Regions from separate parts of the Gossypium hirsutum genome. Here region 1 is linked to region 2. The links are chromatin contacts, called in public Hi-C maps. All regions are on one chromosome and are shown on one strand. Each heading gives the region's core, a stretch centred on a gene start, on an enhancer-like site or on the middle of the called end of the contact. The rest is flanking DNA. Distances are from core to core; before and after follow the strand shown.

Region 1 (4,986 bases), core at 2,132-4,631, 170 kb after region 2:
TAATAAATAAATCTCTTAAATATAAGACTTCATAAATACATTATTTGGGTTTATATACATTCAAAATTAAGCATTAGAATTGAAGCCAATATGATTTAAAAGCTAAATAAAGTTTAAAACTCATTATTCTCTCTTTAATCACATCAAAATTCTTCTCGTGTAGTTATCACTAAAACAACCATATTTTGAGCTCTCGAAGTCAAAAGAAGGTGATTCAAAATGAATTTCAAAGATAAGATTAGAAAAACCTTTCATCGGCAAAGACATCTCAACTCAGAATTGCCTAGATCCTATTAAACAATGTGTCACAAGTTGACTAATCTTTTAAGTTGAAAATTGATAGCTTTCGTGAAATTAATATAATGAGTTTCAATCCATCCGTGCATGCATCATTTCAACTCTGATACCAAAGGAACACATGCTTTCAATATATCAAAGTATATGAGTTATGTACATATAATCAGTCACTTATTATTTAGACAAGTCACACAATGAATGTCACAAGTGAATATATTCATAAATGAATCCAAGATAAATTCTATTTGGGTTCAGTTTGTTATGTTGTCAATCCAAACAATCACACTTATGTTTCTATTTCTGGGAGTCAACTGCTCCAATACCCAAGACAAGATATGTCTCTAATAGGACTTCTAGACAACATACTAATTCATTTGAATCAATCACTCAATTTTGATTCCTTCAAACTAAGAACAATTTTAAATTACCTACTAATATAAGTTATCTTCTCACATCATAATCTTATCTTATGATCCGATTTAATATCAGTTAAACATTAGGTAAATGAATGAATATTTACTTTATTCATTTTGTTTTTCGTGCAAAAATCATTGAGGACAATTAAACAAAGATATGAATAATTAATTATAGAAATAAATTTATTTAATTAGTTCAAAAATTAAGAGTAGTATGACAAAATCATTGCACTAAGGGCATTAATCCTAATAGTGTAATCATAGCTCGATTAAAAGAGTAAATGTTGTCTTCTTATTGGCATTCTATAGATTATGAAAATAGAATGTGATTAAGGGTCATTTGGCTGGGACAAATAATTAATCATTAATAGTATAACTAATGGTCACTTTCATCATGAGAGATATAATAATGGTAACCATAACATAAAATGGATTAAATTAGGTGAATAGATTTAACCTAATGGGATCATGGATATCCTACTAGGGTAACACACATATAACAAGGTTATGGACAAAAGCTTAATATAAATAACTTTTGTTATGGTATATAGGGGATAGATCAGTCATGACGCTTTTAGTGGATTGACTCTATGACTGAATAACTTTGTAATTAATAGATGAAGAGTCCAAACTTAATTACAAATTGTTTAAGCTCTCATTATATATAGCAATTGGTCCTTTTGTTAAACTCAATATAACTCTGAGCGGATTTCATAATGAGAAATATGAATTGATGGATATAAAAGACGAATGTGAATTAGATTGCATGAATTACATTCCATAGTAAGTGCATTTTATCGAGAATGTATGAGATAACTTAAGACTAATTTAATTTCTTAGGATTATTATTTAATTGGATGAATAAATTAAATAATTGAGTCTAAATTGAAAATTAAATTATGTAATCATTGTCGTTTATTTATATTTGGATAATTTAATAAATTTGCACATAAATTCTAATACAATAAAATTACGACGATTTTAATGGAATTTGAATTGAGTTGTGTAAATTATTTACTTAAAATTGATTGGTTAAACTATTTTATTTAATAATTAATTTGGAGAAATATTAAATTCTTTAATTAATTAAATATTCAATCTTGGTTTTTCTTATTTATAGAAAAAAGCTTGAAAAGTGGAACGGATTCGACTAGACCAGTGGATCATAGCATGCCACGGTAATGAGAGTAATTTCCCATGTATGTCGCCAACTTTGTACCTCTGTAAAGTCCTACTTGGACTAAAACTTCCCTAAATTAAGTAAGAACTCTGAATGGGAATTGAACTCTTGTGTATATCCCTTTAGAAATACCTAGCCAAAATTCATATGCATCATTTTCTTAGGGAAAACTCTGTAAAAGGTTATTGAAAGTATATTTAAGTAAATTTTTTTATACTCAAATAAATTTTATTTTATTGAGTTTGAATTTTAACTTTGTGAGAATTATAATTGTAATATCTAATGATTGTAATTTGTGTCTAGAAGTTAAAATTTCTATTTCAGGATACATAGAGATTTTGACTTCTCCCTCTTTTGAAGTTTCAAATTTTTTCTTGTGTAAAGCTCCTTGAGTTAGTGTCAACTTCCTAAGCATCTAAGAGTTTGAGAATAATAGAAAAGATTATTCAGTTGAAAACTTGAAAATTTTGAATTTTGTTTGAGTTAATCAAAAAATTTAAACACTTTCCTATAACCTTTCGTAATTTGGATATACATCCTGAGCCGTGAAACACATGTACTAATTTTTATCAAATTTATTACTTTAGATATCGCCATAAAAATCATTTTCAATTTCTTTTAAAAAATTCTGCTACGTCAACTCTTATATGTTTTCTAAACACTTTTCTAACAGATAAAAGACAATACATAACAGGAAATATGTAGAAAGTGACACACATCCATTCATTACATCCCAATACACATGCAAAAATTTGTAATGACACAACTTTCGAAACCCATGAACCGACACCATCGTAAGAAGCATATAAAGCGTGTTATATCATCAAAGAGAAGACTTCAAAAAAAGACCCCTCAATTCTCTAGACATCTTTGTCTTTATCATTAAAACCCCTCTAAAAACTTTCCGCATATCTACTATGCGAACTGCCACAAGCCCTCTCCAATCTTCATCTTAACCTATTTCCATAAATAATGTTAGACATAACCTGTTTTTATAGTATTTGTTTAATTTTGATACATACAAAAAAAATCATTATAAATTTCTATTGAAGTTCTTCCTAATATCGTTATTTAATGACTTTCATGGTTGTCCAAATTAGATTTGAGATTTTATTGTTAAGCTTAGAACTTGAAAGAGAAATTATGAGTTGAAGACTTTTCAAATAGGTAGTGGATGAAGAACCAACTAAGTGTGTCTGTCGTCCAATCCACTTGGGCAACATAATTTTGAGTCATAGATGATTTTACATGTCATGTTATCCAATTAACAAAAAGGTAATGAGATGACTTTCGATGTTGCCCTATGTGTGGATCCTTCTTCAGAGTTTCAGTCCTCAAATTTGGGCAAGGTTCGGTAAAGGCCAGATTTCCCAAAATTCTAAAGTTGCTAAAATTTAAAATTTAAAATTTGTCATCTTGTTTATATGAAACCACCTACAAGGGTTACATGTTGGGCTATTAATCTCGGGAGACAAAACTAGAAACCAGAATATTGGGTATCTAAGCGGTAGACCAAGTCAAAAGGTTCATTTGAATAGCCCAAGTCAAAATTAGAATCAATGATTTAATATGTATTTTGATCTAATTGAAAATAATAATAAAAACCATAAAAGATGTATAATAAAAAATTAATTTGATGTCCTTTCATATTTAAAATAAGTTATCTTACTCGATGATACTTATCTTTTTATTTTACAAGCCCAATAAAAATATACATATGATACAATTTGAACCTAAGTTAATTGTATTAGTAAAAACTTAAATTCACCACTTGACCAAAGTTTTATTTTGATTGCTTTTATGCACATTTTATTATGTCCATCAATTGTGTTTTAAATGTGTAATTTTTACACATTCTTATGTGTAAAATTTTCTAATTTGAAATAGAATAAATATAATTATTTTAATAAAAATAAATAAAGAGTCTACTCCCCTAGCACGTTTAGGTCTGCCGCCGCTGGCACGTTTTTGTTTTTCTTTAATCGTTTGTGTTATGTTTTACCAATTGCCTTCTTTGCTTCTGATCTTTTTTCCTGAAATCTGAAAAAGGGGTGTTTGTGTTATTATGTTTATCAACCTGTAGCCATGGAGAATGAATTAGCACAATTATCGATTAATGAGGAAGAAGAAGAAATATTGCAGATTCAGGCAGATCCGGGTAATCAAAGTGGAGTGGGGGAGTTCCAGCTTGTGGGATGTTTCTTAACAGCAAGTGTTATTCATTTTCCACCATGAAAAGCACTATGGCAAATCTGTGGCACCCTGTTTATGGGGTCCAAATTAGAGATCTGGTGAAAAAAGGTATTTGTTCCAATTATGATCATAATATGGATATGGAAAGGGTTCTAAAAGGTCTACCATGGACTTTTAATAACCACTTGCCATCATTGAATAAGTTGGGGAGAGGCGAAGATCCATTAAAAGTGCCGCTAATATTTACTCCTTTCTGGGTTCTAATCCATGATGTCCCAATTGGATTATTCTCTAAAAAGCTAGCAATCCAACTGGGTAATTTTTTAGGTGTTTTCCTAGAATATGATACTTCAAATCTAGGAAAGGAAAATCGTAATTATATGAGGGTAAGAGTACAGATTGATGTTAGGAAGCCTCTGAAAAGGAAGAAGCAAGATTTGTGCAATGTGGTTAGGTCATATGTCAAGTTTAAGTATGAACGGTTATCGCTTTTTTGTTTCTACTGCGGAAGATTGGGGCATAATGATTCATTCTATGAGATAAAAATGATGACAAGGGCAGATACAGAAGAATTGGGCTGGGATTTATCATTGTGAGTGCAATCTCGAAGAGCCCTTTCAATGAATAGTATATGGCTACGAGAAGAGGAAGAAGGAAAAGGGAAGGGAAGATGGGGGGAGAATCGATCTGGAGAATCAAGACATAGGGATGAAAGTTCAAATGAATGAGGGGGAAAGATTATTGACCCAATTCTGGGGTTTAGTATTGAAGGAGGGGTGCCGTCTATAGAATGGCGAGAAAGCAAATTTGGTTTGAGTCAGATAAATATGGCAATGGAACATGATTTAGAAAATGAGACCTTAGAAGGGGAGGAAGGAAAAACAAAACAGGGGGAGATGG
Region 2 (5,003 bases), core at 617-3,116:
TATTTTTTTGTGTTTTTTTTAGATTTTTTATAATCTGGTAAAATATAATATTTTTATAAATTTTTTAAAAATATGGATTATTATAATATCTGTTTTTTTTTATAAAATTTTTAACTTTTCTCCTACTTATAAATAAAAATAATAATAAATTTCAAATAAACCTGAATCAATTTGGGCCTTAATTCAAATCCACTACAAGAAACGGTAAAAATAAATTTGACAAGATAAGAAAAGAGTTCAAAATTAAATTGCAAAATAAGTCTAATCCAAATCAAATTTAGAGAGTTCTCCATTTGCAAATTCATCAAGCAAGCTTTACAGAGTGTAAATAGGTCGATAAATTGGTGATCTTGTGAGCTTTTAAAATTAAAAATTAAAAATAAAATTAAACTGATAGTATCGTTGGGGGCTCCAACGAAATTTTGTATCTACAATAAATATATATTATAATTCTTAAATATTTAGTATTAAATATTTTTATAATATAAGATATAAATATTTTAATAATATAAATATAAATAATGATTCTTTCCGCATTCATATATATTAGAGTATAGGAAGTTGTTAGTTAGTTGATGAGTCTGGTAAGGTTGTTGCTCAATTAGAGTAGTCACTAAAGTCTATAAATACTGTACATTGAGAATTTGGAAGTAAGCAATTTTTGAATAAACAAACAAGAAGTTTATTCTATTATCTCTCTATTTTCACTCTCTGTTTGGATAAATATTTCTTTCTTTTTTATCTAGTTCTTTCATGGTATCATTCGCCAATTGATTCTGGCCATTGCTTCTCATGGCTTCCGCTGATTCTGCATCTGGCGAACCTAGCTCTGGTGTGTTTGCTGCCGATCGAGTCACAACTGTTCTTCCTCGACATGAAGTGGTCAAACTCGATGAAGGTACTTACCTTCAATGGCGTAAACAGGTAAAACTCATCGTTGATGGCTATGGACTTACATGTTTCTTAGATGGCACTATTGCTTCGCCATCACGATTCATTCTTCTACCCGATGGATCTCGTGCTCCAAATCCGGCGGCTCAGGTGTTCACGCAACAAGATCGGCTGCTAATGTCATGGCTTTTGTCTACGGTAATTGCCTCTCATCAATCCTTCTTTGATGATGCTTGCACGGCGTGCGACATATGGAGTATGGCCATTAATCTTTTTGCAGCTGATACGGGTGCCAAGCAGTCGAGGATTCGGCATGAGCTTCACTCGTTGAAGAAAGGTAATCTTTCTATTAAGGCTTATGTTGCTAGGATTAAAGATTTGTGTGCTATGTTAGATGCCACTGGCTCTCGTATCTCCGATGAAGAGAAGATTGAAGTGGTGCTTGCGGGATTGCCGTCAGACTTTGAGGCGATTATCTCCTCTGCTCGGTTGTCGATTGGAGTTTTACTGTTACAACGCTTGGTGGATGTGTTAGTAGGTTGTGAGAGTCGTCAAGATCGGATGTTGCAGGAGGTAAGTTCGAACACGAATCTTGTTGAAAATGAGCCGTCGGTGGAAGAGGCCGATTGTGGAGGCCGTGCGTCTGTTCGTGGTCGTGGTAGATTCTTCAGATCTCGTGTTCAGTGCCAGATCTGTAGTCGATTCGGTCATTTGGGTCAGAAATGCTATTATCGGTATCACCGAGACTCGACTAAATCGTCCGGTGTTGAAGGTTCTGACTCTGGAGTTTTTGTGCAACATGGTGAAAACCAGGCGGTGGCTTCTCATCAAAAAAGTCAAAAAGTTCTTTATGGTCAAGGGAGTCATGCTGGTCAAAATAGATATGGTAGTCAAAATGTGTGTGCTGGCATGCAAAATAGGCCATTGGCACGTGGGCCACATGTGTCTCATGCACAGCATGATTCTGGCCGAATTTGTTCTGATGCCTACAAGCCCAATTTGTGCAAATTCGATCATGATGATGGGCAAGGGTATAATAGAGACACGTCGCATGGTTTTACTACTGGAAATGGACAGTGGCAAGGTTGTAGTGGAAACACGTCACATGAGCTTAAGGCTCCAAATGGACAGGGTGTATCATATGGGCCGAATTTTCAACATTCCTCTCATGGGCCGAATGTTCAATTTAATGCTGGGCCGAATATTGTACCATCCTCTAATTTTGTTCAAGTTGATCAAGCTGATCCTGGCTCACCTGAATCGATTGGTGATGGACTAGGTATTGGCGGTCCGGTTCTGTGATTTACCAAACTGCGTGCTCAGGTCTATACTGGGTCTGATCCATGTATTGGGCTTCCTCGGCTAGGGGACTTACATGCGTCTGATTACTCTGATCCTTCAGTATCCGACTCTTATATCAATACTTCTCAACTTGAATCTAGTACTGGTACTGATGATCCGTACATTCCAGTGCGCAGTGGCACCACATCTTGGTATCCTAACTCGGGAGTGAGTCACCATATCTGTCGCGATGTGTCAACGTTACGTGATGTCACGCCATATTCAGGTAAGTCATCTCTTTTAATGGGCAATGGTACTCTTGCGGTAATTTCGTCAATTGGTACTGCTATTTTACCTACTCAGTATAAATCGTTACGATTATCAAATGTTTTATGTGTGCCAAGTATACAGAAAAACCTCTTATCCGTCTCACAGCTTGCTCGTGATAATGGTGTGTATTTTGAGTTTCACCCTACCTATTGTGTTATTAAGGATATGGTGACTCGGGAGATATTACTGACGGGCAGCATTCATGATGGCTTATATCAATTTTCTGTGCCAGTGGTTTCTACTCCGCCTACGACTGCTCCATTTGTTGCTCATTCGCAGGTTTCACATACAGTTTCAAATAGTTCTGTGTTTGCTTTATGGCATAATCGTTTAGGCCACCCGTCGACTTCTGTGGTCAAAACTATTCTAAATAAATGTAATGTTGTTTCAAGTAAAAATAGTTTTGATGGTATATGTACTGCATGTCAAAAAGGCAGGTCACATAAGTTGCCTTTCTCCCCTTCAACTACTAGCTATAGTCCTTTTGAGTTGGTTGTGTCTGATCTTTAGGGTCCTGCACCTGTTGCATGTGGTGATAAGAGATATTATGTTTCGTTTATTGATATGTGTACTCAGTTTACTTGGGTTTATCTTTTACGTCAAAAAGCTCAAGCACTAGAATGCTTTACTCAGTTTCAACAATTAATTAAGACACAGTTTGTCAAGTCTATTAAGTAGTTCCAGAGCGATTGGGGAGGAGAATATAGTGGTTTTACGTCTGTCTTAAAATCTCAAGGAATCATACATTGACTGACCTGTCCGTATACTCCAGAAAAAAATGGAGTAGCTGAGCATAAACATCGTCACATTGTTGAAGTGGGTATTACATTATTGGCTCACGCAAATTTACCTATGGAATACTGGGGGTATGCGTTTTGTTGTGCGGTTCATCTTATAAATCGACTTCCTACTGTTGTTCTTCAGGACAGTTCTCCGTTTAAGGCACTATATGGAAATGATCCGACCTATGATCATCTTTGAGTGTTTGGCTATTGTTGTTATCCTTACTTACGTCCGTTTGTAGGTCATAAGTTAGAATTTCGATCTCAGCCGTCTACATTTTTGGGCTGCAGTCTTCGTCACAAGGGGTATCAGTGTCTTTTACCAGATGGTAAGGTTATAATGTCAAGGCATGTGGTATTTGATGAGCAGAGATTTTTGTTTGCTGAGACTAGTCCAGACAAGTCTGTATCGACAACCAGTCAGCCTAGTTCGACGATTGTTCCTCTCGTGTGGCCATCTTATTCCTCAACTCGTGAGCCTTGCATGATGCCACCGTCTCTATAAGGGTTGTAGTCTCAGTATACTGAGCCTGTATTAGATGTTAATTTGGAGCAGTCTCAGTCTCATGATTCTTTAGCTGATGTTGGGACTGGGACGGGTAATCTTCCAGCTTGTGATTCTTCAGTTAATGTTGGGACTGGGTTGAGTGATCTTCCACCAGTGTATGACTCGGGATCATCAAGTGATACCAATGCTCACTCTCACTCTACTATAAGAATGTCTGCAGGTGTTTCGTTGGCATCTGATAGTCAGGTTAGTAGGCCACCTGTGGGTAATACTCACCCAATGGTCACACGAGCTAAAGCGGGGGTTTACAAGTCTAAGGTTTTAAATGTTGAAGCTATTGAACCGACTACAATTGAAGAAGCTCTGGCTACTGTTGAGTGGTGCGCTGCTGCGCAAGATGAGTATGATGCTCTTATGCGTCCACATGGGAGCTAGTTCCTGCTCCATCTAATCGTAAGGTCATTGGGTGCAAATGATTGTTCAAAATCAAGAAGAATTCTGATGGTACTATTGCTCGACATAAGGCTCACTTAGGCGCAAAAGGCTACTCTCAAGTTCCGAGTTGTGATTTTAAGGAAACGTTTAGTCCAGTGGTCAAACCGGCTACTATCAGAGTTATTTTGTCTTTTGTTGTGTCTAGGGGGTGGTCGCTTCGGCAAGTGGATGTGAATAATGCGTTTCTAAATGGTGATCTTGACATTGAAGTTTTCATGCATCAACCTCTCGGCTATGTTCAAAATGGTTCAGATGGCAGACCTTTGGTGTGTCGTTTGAAGAAAGCATTGTATGGTCTTCGTCAGGCTCCTCGTGCCTGGTTTGAGAAGCTAAAGGGATTTCTAGTCTCTGTGGGGTTTGTGGTATCAAAGTCTGATGCTTCCTTATTTGTTCGAGCTGTATCAGCTTCAACGTTGTATGTTCTTGTGTACGTTGATGATATCATTATTACTGGTGATGTGCCTTCTGTTATAGAGTGGTTTGTTAAATTGCTGAATAGTGAGTTTTCGCTTAAGGACATGGGCTATCTCCATTACTTTCTTGGGATAGAGGTTATTCGTTCTTCATCAGGCTGCCTTCATCTTTGTCTGAAGAAGTATATACGTGATATTCTTATACGTTGTTTGATGGAAAATGCAAATAGTGTTCATACACCGATGATTAGTTCCTCTATCGTGACTAGAGATGATGGTGAGCGGTTAGAGGATCCGACTGAA

Evidence for each region. A called contact is a pair of places that touch in the nucleus more often than the background predicts.
Region 1: a contact with region 2 is called in a Hi-C map of leaf, with 2.1 times the contacts expected there. The contact joins two enhancer-like sites. A contact is called at or near these places in 4 of 34 Hi-C or Micro-C datasets (callus, hypocotyl and leaf).

Annotation. Positions count from the first base shown.
Region 1 is chrD01:52,039,865-52,044,850 of Gossypium_hirsutum_v2.1, forward strand. No RefSeq gene overlaps it. Among protein-coding and RNA genes, the nearest start is that of LOC107922586, 11 kb to the left of the region's middle. Within about 2 kb of position 3,382, at least 9 of the 9 cell types and tissues checked have an H3K27ac peak or open chromatin away from gene starts, as enhancers often do. A contact at or near this core is called in hypocotyl and leaf, where this site is marked.
Region 2 is chrD01:51,869,950-51,874,952 of Gossypium_hirsutum_v2.1, forward strand. No RefSeq gene overlaps it. Among protein-coding and RNA genes, the nearest start is that of LOC121214288, 22 kb to the left of the region's middle. Within about 2 kb of position 1,867, at least 7 of the 9 cell types and tissues checked have an H3K27ac peak or open chromatin away from gene starts, as enhancers often do. A contact at or near this core is called in hypocotyl and leaf, where this site is marked.